Linked DNA regions of Rattus norvegicus: region 1 is linked to region 2. The links are chromatin contacts, called in public Hi-C maps. All regions are on one chromosome and are shown on one strand. The core of a region is the stretch at or near the end of the contact, and the rest is flanking DNA. Distances in the headings are between cores, read along the strand shown.

What was found. Hi-C and Micro-C count contacts between places; a contact is called where the count stands out from the background.
Region 1: a Hi-C map of frontal cortex shows a contact between it and region 2, with 3 times the contacts expected there. The contact joins the promoter of Basp1 here to the enhancer-like site in region 2. A contact is called at or near these places in 3 of 12 Hi-C or Micro-C datasets (frontal cortex, kidney and mammary epithelial cells).

What each region holds. Positions count from the first base shown.
Region 1 is chr2:77,590,711-77,596,816 of GRCr8, reverse strand. Basp1 (brain abundant, membrane attached signal protein 1) reads left to right here and starts at 2,520. Exons shown (of 2, transcript NM_022300.2): 1 at 2,520-2,723.
Region 2 is chr2:77,426,241-77,432,524 of GRCr8, reverse strand. No RefSeq gene overlaps it. Among named protein-coding and RNA genes, the nearest start is that of Basp1, 160 kb to the left of the region's middle. Within about 2 kb of position 3,249, at least 35 of the 93 cell types and tissues checked have an H3K27ac peak or open chromatin away from gene starts, as enhancers often do.

The DNA of each region.
Region 1 (6,106 bases), core at 1,271-3,770, 170 kb before region 2:
CTTGTCTCGTGCCCCTTTTCTTTCGTTTATAATCGTTTATTAAGAAGGGGGAAGACAACTAAATCTAATCAGAGACCATGACAAAGAGAGAGAGAGAGAGAGAGAGAGAGAGAGAGAGAGAGAGAGAGAGAGACTTGCAATTTCTGTTCCTCCATATAAGCTTTGGCCTCCAGTTTCCATGGTAACCAGTGATCTGTATCCCAGTCACACCTTTGAAAGGCTTGTTTTTCTCTCTCCATCCTAAAAACTTAGCCAGCAGCACCAAAGCAACTGAACGATAACTGTTATCTGTTATTTAAAAAATAAATAAGCATGAGGATACACAGAAGAAGATAATATCTATGGGCTTATTTTGAAAATACAGTAGAAATTTCCATTAATTTTAAGATGATCACTGGGATAAAAAACAACTGAATCCTAAATGAATGATGCCACACTGTGTAATACCCACCCACCCACCCTACTCACCCCACACACTACTACTTAGCTCCTTTAGTAAGCAGTAAATACCATAAATACCATAAATTATACATATTCACCTAGCTAACCTTTTTTTTTTTTTTTTTTTGCCTCTGGAGGATATTTGGCCATACCTGGAAACATTTTTGGTTGTCATAATTGGTGCTGGCGTGGAAACCATAGCACCCCAAATAGCTTCATGGATAGGTGGTATACTGACATAAGAGAATGAAACCCTCCAATGACCAGTCGAACCACAGCTAATTCGTGATTCGATTTCTTGTTCTTGTATTGTTTGATTTCTTAATCACTTTAAGCAGTGGGAAGATGGGAGGCTGAGAGAAGGTTGAAAGGAATATCAATCAATTAGTTTACCTATCTATCTAGAGAGAAAGGGGGAGGAGGGATGGAAGAAGGGGTTGGGGATGGGGAAGAGAGGGAGAAAGAAAGAAGAGGAAGAGGGAGATGGAGAAGGAGAGGAAGAGAAGGAGAGGACGAAGAAAGAAGAAAGGAGGAGAAGAAAGAAGAGGAGGAAGATGAGGAGGAAGCAGCAGCCACCACAAAACATTTTCACCTTTTCTTCATCACTTTTTGATTTAAGATGTGGCAGTTCCTTTTCCACTCTTATTAAAGTTCTATTATTTATTTTTCTGTTAAAGGAAAGTGACCCCCCCCCCCCCCAGCACTTACCTGGAATTCGTTTCCCCAAATGTTGTTGGGTTTTGTCATCCTGGAGGGCAAGCTTGTCTCAAATCTGTGCTTCACTCATGAGGGTAAATCCAACCAAGAAGGGAACATACATTTCCACCCCCCCACCCCCCCATTTCTTTCAGTATGAAGCAGAACAACCAAGCAATCCTGATACAGCCAGAGGGCGCCAAAGTGCCGCGAACGGAACTTCCAGGGCTCAATGGGTTTGCGGGATGGTAAAATTGGCTTTTGTCTGAAGAAAAGAGATGTGGTTCTAAAAGACGTCACCATGTGTTAGCTTCACAATTTAAATTTTTATTTTGCATTTTATTTTTGCCAACAGGTAAACATGGCGAGCATATCTCCTAACCCTGATGGCTATTGTGTGTCGCGGTGCTACCCAAAGTGCTCACCGACCAGAACACGAGGACTTAGCGCGGATGGCCACAGCCTGGCAGGGCGCGATTCTGAGTGGTATCTTAAGCAGCCCGAGAGCTGGTGACTTCCATGAAAGCACAGGCACAAAAAAGTCGAAGCCCATTTTCCTAGGGTGCATTTCTTCCTTTCTTTCTCTCCGAAGTCGGGAGAACGTCCCCTGAGAGGCGGTGCCGCCTCCAGACCCGGACCTGGGCTCTGGGCGGTGGCGCCTTGCAAACTGCAGCCTCCTGGTGGGCCCCGAGGGCGAGCATCTGCCGAAGGCATCCCAGATGCTTGCCTTGGGGGACACCCTAAAGCCAGCGGATATCTATCTTGATGGTTTCAAGAGAGGCGTCGCGTCTATTCCAGTCTCACTGCCTACGTGATAGCAGAATCTCAGCCTGTCGTCTGGAGCGGGCTGGATTGAGGGGCAGAGAAAGCTGGCTGCGGCGAGGGAATAGTTCACCAGCCCCTTAAGTCTGAGCGAGAGCACGAGCTAATTATTCAATGCTTTCAAATAAAATGTGTGCGAGACAGAGAGAGGAGAGAAATCCACAGACAGTCCCGCCGCGAGTGGGGGAATGGAGGGGCGTGCAAGGAGGCAATAGGAGGGGGGACTGACAGAAACTGTTGGGGAGGCGGGTAAGGCACAGGGCTGTAGGGGAGGGATCTGAATGAGGATAGCAGAGGGTGGGGGTGACTGTGCGGGTGTGGTGACGGGGGCGCTGGATCACGGGGCGTCTCGGGGCGCAGTGGCTGCTGGAGGAGAGAAGTTGGGGACCCCCCGGGTGGCGGGGTGCGAACGGAGCGGGAGGGGTGCAGGCCGCGGGCTGGGAGAGGAGGGGCGGGCGCGAGGCGGGCGGGGTCGGCGAGCGGAGGAGCTGGGCGGGCGGACGCGCGGGGGGGGAGGGCGCTGGGCAGGAAGGGGAGGGGGAGCGATCGAGAAATGCAGAGGCTGCAGCGGCGGCGGCAGTAGCGGCAGCGGCGGCGGCGGCGGCGGCAGCGCTCCAACTCGCTCCACGCTCCGGGCTCCGCCGTCGAGCCGGGAGAGAGAGAGCCTTTGCTGAGCGGCCAGGCACTCGGCCGGACGACACCAGACACCCGGGCCCCTTGGAGGCACCGCGCTCACCCAGGGCCGGCACAGGCACCCAAAGCCGGTAAGGAGGCGCGCCGTGGGTCCCTCACGCCACCGCGGACTCAGGGCCACCGGTTCCCCAGGGCCCCGCCCCACCCTGAAGCCTAGGGTTCTCCAACGGTGCAGACTGGGTGCGGCCGGGTTTAGACACAGTGGGCGTGGGATTCCTCTAAGTGGGCTCTGTCGCATTTGGGGATCCATGGTGATGCTTTCCCCCAAGGTGGACAGCTTCGGAAGCCTTTCGTAGGGTGGGGAGCTTGCGGAGGGTGGCGGCGAGGCAGATGAACAGAGTTCGGGAGGGAGTGGGGCGGGAGGGTGGGAAGCGGCTGGTGACCGGGAAATACCGAATGCGAAATCTTTTTCAAGGCATCGAATCCCCTGGCCTGGGTTCTGTGGGCTAAACCCAGTCTTCTGTCAGCGGAACGGGCACAGCCACGGAGAAAGCGCTCCGTGTGAGGGGCGCAGTAGCAGAAGATGGAGGATGGGGGTGGGGTGGGGAGGGAGAAAGAAGACACGGAATCTGGTCTGATCGGAAGGGGCGGGGGTGGATTGGCCCTCAGGACTCCTGGATCTTGGTTTGGGGTAACCGAGGAACACGAGGTTCGGAAGACCGTGTGCACGCCCGGGGCAGATCAAAGCCCTAGCTCGGTCTGCGGCTGAACTGCCTTCCCACTAACCTGTGGACATCGCCAACATTTTATTTATTTATTTATTGAGCCTTGCGCTCAGAAAACGGGCCGCGCGCCTCCACCGCCGCCCCAGCCTGGGGGGGCTGGGGGTGGGGTGGGCTTGAACCTGACAGCCCGCGGTCCGAACCGGCACAACCCTTCTGCAAGACAAGATTTCTGTAGATTTTCCCCCCTGTATCTCAAACGCTACAACCCAACGTCTGGTTCCCGCTTCCCTACACCATTAAAAGAAAAATTTCAGAATCCCTGGATCCGATGGCACACAATGCGTGGCTGGGAACCGCATTCTTTTCATGAATATTCATCGAACGCTTGGCCCTGTTCCTAATCTGCTACCCCCACCCCCCACGCCGAGACGTTTCCGCCTTTAAGCGAGCTCGGTGGACAGCCTCTGCCCCAGAGATTTTCACTCTGTTGAAAGGAGCACAGCGCACATGGGTGCGATTTTTCAGTGTTTGGCATGGGAGTTGACACACCTCTGTCTTGGCCGAGACCACTGGCCACTTACGTGGCGGGCTAAAATAAAACACGGCTATCAAGGGGACTGCTATTGGGGTGTGGATTAACCTCCGCCCCTGGGAATATAGCAAGGGCCCGCAGACCTCCAGTATTGCAGGCAAAATGAATGAATCGGGACTGTAATTACCTATTCCTTTGTCTTGGCCTCGCGCATGCGCCGGAGAGTAGGGTGTGGAGGGCCAGGCAGCCCCATCATCCATCCACCCACTCCCCTCCCGAGCCTAGGAACAAAGGCGTTTGCCCTAAATGTTTCATGAAACCCTTGGACACAAATGACCACCCCTCCCATCACCCCCTCCCTACTCCCTTCCCCGCGAGGCTCGGTCTCGGTCTTGTGTATGCTTCTTTTTCCCCCCTCAAGCTTTCACATCTCACCCATTTTTACGGATTGCAATTAGTCAAAAAAAAAAAAAAGGGAGGGGGAATTGTGAAATATATATATATATATATATATATATATATACATATACATGTATATGTGTATATATATATATGAATATGATGCACACTGCTGTTTTCCTTTCTAGAACTGTCCATTGTTCTTTCTGTTTGTAACGCACTGCAGGGATGGTGGTTTTCTTAGTCTGCACCAATTAGCTGTTTGCCTGACAGATCTTTATTGCGGGTCATTTGACCAAGGAACATTAGTCTCAGACCAGCGATGGTGTTGCCCCTGGTGATACCACCTGGGACAGATTAAGACATCTTGGCATTTAAATGAACAAGATGGCCTACAGAAGCCAGCGTGAGAAAATGGTTACCTTTCCAGCAGCCTAAGCCTTTCTGAATTCTCTTATTCCTACTTTATTGTTTCATTAAAGACTCCAAAAGGCAAACCTCGCTGAGGTGGGGGTAGGGGGGGGGAGGAAGAAGGCGCTAGCATTGCTGGGAAGAAGATGGCGAAGCACCAAGTTCATAATACCCCCTTCCCCCATTTAACAGGAGCCATGATAGTCCTTTGATGGCAGATTTTCTTTCAAATGATGTATTTCTCAGCGTATGGCTCCTCAGAATTTTTTTGGTGCTGGTTTACTTCTGCTATTCTAAACAGGGCTTACTATATGTGTCGGGAGCTAATGCCCTATTTCTGCAATGGTGGATTGTGTTTGAAAGGCTTTCATGCCACAGGATTTCTAGTAGGTCCTGGTGGAATAACACGTGGCAGAAAACGTCAATCTTCCCTTTTGTTCCTTAAAAAACAGAAAATACCCTCAATATTGACCACAGTCACTATGCCACAGCTTATAATTGGTAGGGTGAGTGTCTGGCTGCTTCTTAGGTGGCAAAGGTTCTATTCTTCTGATACTTAGCAATTAATTTCATGTATTGAGAGTCATGTATTATATTCTGTCTGAATTATGCATTGAGTAGTATAATTTAGAGGGTTATAGTATGTTAATGAAGTCTTTTTTCCCCCTAGGTAGTATTTTTGGAAGAGAGTGCTGGATATAGTCTAAAACCAATAGCTTTCAAGTCAGTGAGCTTTAAGATTTTTGAACAACATAATTTTAAAATCAATTAAAGATATTGTTACTTTCCCCCCCATTTAGTCAGCTTTCTTGCTACACATTAGCAGAAGGAGAGAGGGAGCTCTTTAAAATCCTGATATATTGCACCAGCATTTGACTACATTGATTATCTGGACATTTGTGGTCCTTAGCTGGCGTTTACGCTGTCTGTGGCTTATGAAATGGATCTCCCTCCATTCCCCTAACTTACATCTTCAGTGGCCGGGCCGTCAGCATCAGGCTCCCTGTGCTCCGAGGCCTCTTTGTAATCCTCCTGGAGTTTCCAGAACAAATCACATTATGGTTTTAAGTGTACTAATTATGTTTTCTTTATTTTTATTTCCCTTTAACTTCAAGCCATTTGTATTTCATGGTCAAGATAAATGGTGTATGAAATCAGAGAAAAAAAGCTACCTTTTGGGAATATTGTTCACTGTAAAGTAGATGTCTGTGCCATTCATGGCAGCTGTGTAAAACATGGCACATCAGAGTCCTTCTTCAAATATCTCGAGTAGCACGTTTACACACGTGCATATGTACATCATGGATGTACACACGTATGTCTATATGAATACACTATAAAATCCTGTTAATGACAGTACTAAAGAAATGGGTTTAGAATGTTGCTTGGCATGGTTTTATATTTTGAAACAGTTCATTTCTGTCCTTGTAAATACATGCTCGAAAAG
Region 2 (6,284 bases), core at 2,000-4,499:
TCCCCTTCCCCAGTTTTCCCTCTAGAAACTCACTATCACATCCTGCTCCAATGAGGGTGCTCCCCTACCCACCGACTCCATCCTGCTTCCCTGACCTGACATTCCCCTATACTGGGACAACAAGCTTTCACAGGACCAAGGGCTTCTCCTTCCATTGATGCTTGACAAGACCATCCTCTGCTAATTAGGCTGATGAAGCCATAGGCCCATCCCTGTGTTCTGTTTGGATAGTGGTTTAGTCCAGAGCTCTGGGGTTCTGGTTGGTTGATATTGTTGCTCTTCCTATGGGGTTGCAAACCCTTCAGCTCCTTCAGTCTTTTCTCTAGTACCTCCACTGGGGACCCTGTTCTCATTTCAATGGTTGGCTGTGAGCATCTGCCTCTGTATTTGACAGGTTCTGTCAGAGCCTCTCAGGAGACAGCTGTATCAAGCTCCTGTCAGCATGCACTTCTTGGCATCTGCAATATTGTCTGGGTTTGGTGGCTGCATATGAGATAGATACCCAGGTGGAGCAGTCTCTGGATGGCCTTTCCTTCAGCTCCAAACTCTGTCTCTGTATTTCCTCCTATGAGTATTTTTGTTTCCCCTTCTAAGAAGGACTGAAGCATCCACACTTTGGTCTTCATTCCTCTTGAGCTTCATGTGGTTTGTGACTAGTATCTTGGGTATTCCAAGCTTTTGGGCTAATATATGCTTATCAGTGAATGCATACCATGTGTGTTCTTTTGCGATTGGGTTTCCTCACTCAGGGTGATATATTCTAGTTCCATCCATTTGCCTAAGAATTTCATGAAGTCATTGTTTTTAATAGCTAAGTAGTATTCCATTATGTAAATGTATCACATTTTTTGTATCCATTCCTCTGTTGAAGGACATCTGAGTTCTTTCCAGCTTTTGACTATTAAAAATAAGGCTGCTATGAACATGAACATAATGGAGTATGTGTCCTAGTTATATGCTGGAGCATTTTTGGGTATGTGCCCAGGGGTAATATAGCTGGGTCCTCAGGTAGTACTATGTCCAGTTTTCTGAGGAACCTCCAGACTATTTCCAGAGTGGTTGTACCAGTCTGCAATCCCACCAGCAATGGAGGAGTGTTCCTCTTTCTCCATATCCTCACCAGCATCTGCTGTCATCTGAGTTTTTGATCTTAGCCATTCTGACTGGTGTGAGGTGGAATCTCAGGGTTGTTTTGACCTGCATTTTCCTGATGACTAAGAATGTCGAACATTTCCTTAGGTGCTTCTCAGCCATTGGATTCTCCTCAGCTGAGAATTCTCTGTTTAGCTCTGTACTCCAAGTAGATCAGTGGAATAGAATTGACGAGCCAGAAGTGAACCCACATACCTATGGTCACTTGTTCTTTGACAAAGGAGCTAAAACCAACTAATGGAAAAACAGCATTTTCAACAAATGGTGCTGGTTCAACTGGCAGTGAGCATGTAGAAGAATGCAAATCTATCCATTGTTATTGCCTTGTACAAAACTCAAGTCCAAGTGAATCAAGGACCTCCACATCAAACCAGATACACTGAAACTAATAGAAGAGAAAATGGGCAAGAGCCTTGAAAGGGGGAAAATTTCCTAAAGAGAACACCAATGGCTTATGCTGTAAGATCAAGAATCGACAAATAGGACCTCATAAAACTGCAAAGGTTCTGTAAGGCAAAGGACACTGTCATTAGGACAAAATGGCAACCAACAGATTGGGAAAGGATCTTTATCAATCCTACATCCTACAGAGGGCTAATATCCAATATATATAAAGAACTCAAGAAGTTAGACTCCAGAGAATCAAATAACTCTAACATTCTTAATTGTCCCCAGAAATGCTGATTTCATCTCATTAATATTATTGTATTTTTAAGTGACATTCTGCAGTTCTCCCACTGTGAGCCTGGCAGTTGTTGCCCTGTAGCAGTTAGAGAGCGGCATTAAAGCTGCTCTCCCATCCTTAGCAAACTTCCAAGCCTTAAGTTGAGAGTAGATGAGGAAACACAAAAGGAATGCCAAGAGAACATAAACCAGATTGAGGAAAAAAAAAATCCCAAATGAAAGCAAGAGCAAGTAAATACTGGCAATCTAAACACCTCAAAGTCGGGCAAGTGCCACTTCTCAGGTCAAAAACAATGGTACCAGCCAGATCCAGCCTGGGAGCAGAGGCCCCAGGAGTACACAGAAAGCAGCTCTGAGGAGAGGAAAGAATCAGCATAAAGTAAGTCAAAACACAACAGACAAGGCCCAGTCCCTGAAGCCCAGCACTGGAGTACTGACTGAACACCTGCAAATTATGACTGATGCAGACGGCTCATGACTGTCACGTGGTGAGGAGGAGTTCCTGCTGGGTCTAGGTTAAAAAAAAAATTGAAATGCTTCGAGCGTGTGGACGTCTGGGACTCTGCATATTTTGGCTTATATTATTTCAATGTGAGAAGCAGTGTACAGAATTATGGTTATTAGCCAGTAAGAAGCATCAGAATTATGTCCACATACGTCACTAAATGGAACGGGAGGTTACAACACGTGGAGGTTTCAGATGAAGTCAGGGATGAAAGAGTTAAACCCAGGGATCTGAGAAAGGAGCATCTGTAGGAGAATTGGTTCACTGGTTTAGAGCTTGTATTAGACTTCATAGTTGAGATGAAAAGGCTGCATTTGTTTTATAGAGGAATGAGCCATTACCTTGGAGTGATCGCCTATTGAACACGAGGATTAAAAATAAGTGTGACCTAAACTGCATTCAAATTCATACACTCACATTGTTCACATATCGCACTTATATGACAGTTCACGCTCACACACACACACACACACACACACACCTCTCACACATATACCCCATGTGCATTTATAAACCCAACCCACAGGTACACACATACACACACACACACACACACATACACACACACACACACACACACACACACACACACACACACGGAAGAAACAGGAGAAACAGACTAGGGTAGGAGAGCTTTATTTGTGTGTGTGTGTGTGTGTGTGTGTGTGTGTGTGTGTGTGTGCGTGTGCTCATAATATAGGCAATTGAATGAGGGCCTTGCACAAGCTACTGCTGGGCTACATCATCACCCCTTACTCTTACCTCACTTATCTATTTATAGGAAGAGCTGTGAAAAGATCTGGCTACTCTTCCTGTTTCGACATTTCTAAGCAGAAAGTCTACCCAGAAGGCAGAAGTGCAGCAAGAGAAAAGACAGTTTGCAGACTGCTTTTTTTTTTCTCAGCTGAAAGCAGGCTTCAAGACAGCTATTTTATCTGATCTGTGTCACCGAGTGACTCATCCTCTCCCTCTGCTGCAAGTCGCCCTTAAGCACATATTTCTAGGGCTTTCTGTGCTCATGCATTATTGACAAGTAATCCCTTGCTCCATTCCCACGAGGTGTTGCTTGAAGTCTGTAGTGAGCTGGTACTTCATCAAGGGAACCTCAGGGGTAGGAGGGCGGAAGCTGGCTTGTTCGTCGCACCAGCTGGCCGATCAGCTGCTTCCTACCTGCTTTTATACTAATAGTCACTGACAAGGCTTGGTAGGCCAAGAAGCCTGGGTTCTGTGACACGGCAGCTCTGACCTCCACCCCTGAAGGAGAAATTCCTGACACCTAGGAATTGAAGGGGGAGGAAGGTCATTTAGAAGGGAAGAATGCCCTTGCTCTGAGACTGGGTGGAAATCACCCTGGAGACTCGTGGCATCCTTTATTTGCCTTCCTACTTTGAAAAGACAGGGTTCCAAGGCACATCCATGCCTGGGATGGCCCACAAGGTGAAGTGACAGGCAAACATTGACACAGTGAGCATGTAAAGGAAAAAGAAGTCAGTGCCTTGACTTTGAGGGAACATTTTGTTTGCTTCTTCACATTTGTTTACTTGCTTGTGTGAGCTTTTACAACTTAACCCTAGGAAGAATGGTGAAAGCAATTCTGATGGCACCAGCTGCCCAGTGGGCTTCAGGCGCTAAGGGAGGAGACATTTGGTGAGAATGTAGATAATTCTGTCAGAATGTTTTGTAGATTTTGCAATAAGTTGTAGAAGAAGAAAAACGAGATTTTTTTTCTACTGTATTCCTGAAATAGTTAAGGTAGGCCAAAGGTAGATGCAGTTTTGAAAGCATCTTCTCACTTTGAGCAGTGCGGAGTGAGGACATGTAAGAATTGTCTGCTGTGTCCTGGGCCTTTGGACCTGGGTGAGAGGAAAAGCAAAGGCCCCCTTTGTAACTGAGAAAAATTTAGAGATTTGGGCCACGATGGGCCCTTGGGATCATCTGCACCACAGGATTCTTCTTGACGAGGAATGAGAGTTTTCCAGGTCCCTGAGTCAGGATCACCTGCTTCAGTGAGTCATAGGGGTCAGAGGTCATGGCTCAAGTAGTAATTGTTGAAGACAGGAACACAGCAGCCAAGAGGTCTCAGAGGCCAGGCATGGAAGTTTTTGGAGGGGCTAAGTGGAGACTCAGACCAGGAGTCATGCTATTCAAAGAATTATTCCTTGTAAATTAAAAAAAAAAAAGCCTAGAGCTGAAAAGCCCCCAGTCCAGTGGTTCTGATCCTGTGTTCTGACCCCTTGGGGTGGTCAAATGACCCTTTCATAGGGATCACAATGTCAGGTGTCCTTCATTATGTAAAATATTTATAAATAAATTAGATGTTCACATATGATTCATAGCAGCAGCAAAATTACAGTTATGAAGTAACAATGAAAATTTTATGGAAGGGGGCCACCACAGCGTGAACTACAGGTTCCCAGCATTACGAAGGTTGAGAACTGCTGTTCTAGCCAGTCAAAAGGAGCCAGGACTCACAAGTGACTTAGATTCATTTGACTTGGAAACACAAGCAAACACGATTTGAATTGATAAATTTGTGTGTTAAAGGATGAAACTGAGCAGAGATTATAGTTCAGTGGTTGCCCGACACTCACGGAGCCCTGGATAGGACCCTGGGACTGCATAAATCTGACGTTATAATAACCATCTGTAATCCTAGACCTTGGGAGGCAGACAAAAGAGGATCAGAAGTTTAGGATCACCCTCAGCAATACACTGAGTTCAAGGCCAACCTGGGGCACATGAAAGTGTCTCTAAAAATGGTCATCAGTCTTCTAATTCTATAACTGGAGAATCTCTAGCAGCATAGATCAAAGCCCACAGCTGCAACCGGTCAGGCATCTTCTGCATTTCACTCTGTGCGTGCAGTCAGGCCTTCTAACTTATTCTCTTCATGGAACTTCTGATTCACCTCTGGGTTGTAGCTGCTTAATTCATGAGTTGCTAGTTGCTCACGTGATCTCTTTCACATAATATTATATCTCAATTTATATTTATCTGTCAGAGTCGACGTCAAACAGAAGGTTTGCACTAGGCATTCCAAGGCCATTTAGGAAGGAATTTCTCGTTTTATCTTTAGGGTTAGGACCAGGAGAATGTCATTTCCCCCATGGGCTAAGGTGGATGCTCAGCCTAGCAGACCTGCCCCGCCGCTGTCATCCTCACTCACCAGGCCACTCAGGGCTCTTCTTGGAAACACCTCAGACTGCCATCTGTGTAGCACCTTTCTCAACATTTTCTTGGGCCATGCTTACAAAGAACAGAGAAGACCAAGCTTCTTCCCTTTACCAAAGTATTACATCTCAAACTTTGTATATTAGCGTTAAACAAGAGTACTTTTGGGGAAGGGGAGGGCCTCAGGTGACAAAGCAGTCGAATGACCACATATGAATCTCTTCTTGTCATTTGACAAATGAAGACAATGAGACACAGCTCAGCCAATTGATGATTGATATCAGGTTCCATAATTCACGATGCACCTTGAATGACAACTCTAGTTTCGGAGCCTGTGGTTCTTGAAGCAGAAGTTATGACAAGACCCACATGTTACATACCCAGGGATATCTCTGTCACATTTCATTTGCTTACAGGGAAGCAATAACCCCTGCTGGTCACAACTTAATCGTAGCAACACATAAACTGAATAAGATTGATGATCTTATGCGATTATTTTGTGATAAATCTAATGACTGGTTTTGTATGTAAACTGAACCAAAGTCAAAATCTGTTTTTAAGTAATTGGGTTGATGACTTAAGTTTGAGTCTCTGCCTGCATTTTTCAGAAATCCCTTTCGAACAGAAAGTGATTTTGCTGGTCGGCCTTTAAAATATACACAAATATTTATTTTCCTCTTCCTTATTTTTCAGTTTGAAAGCTTGTATCATTTGACTGGCATTAATTCAACTTTTAAAAATTGTTTATAATTACTGTGTAATAAGCATAATT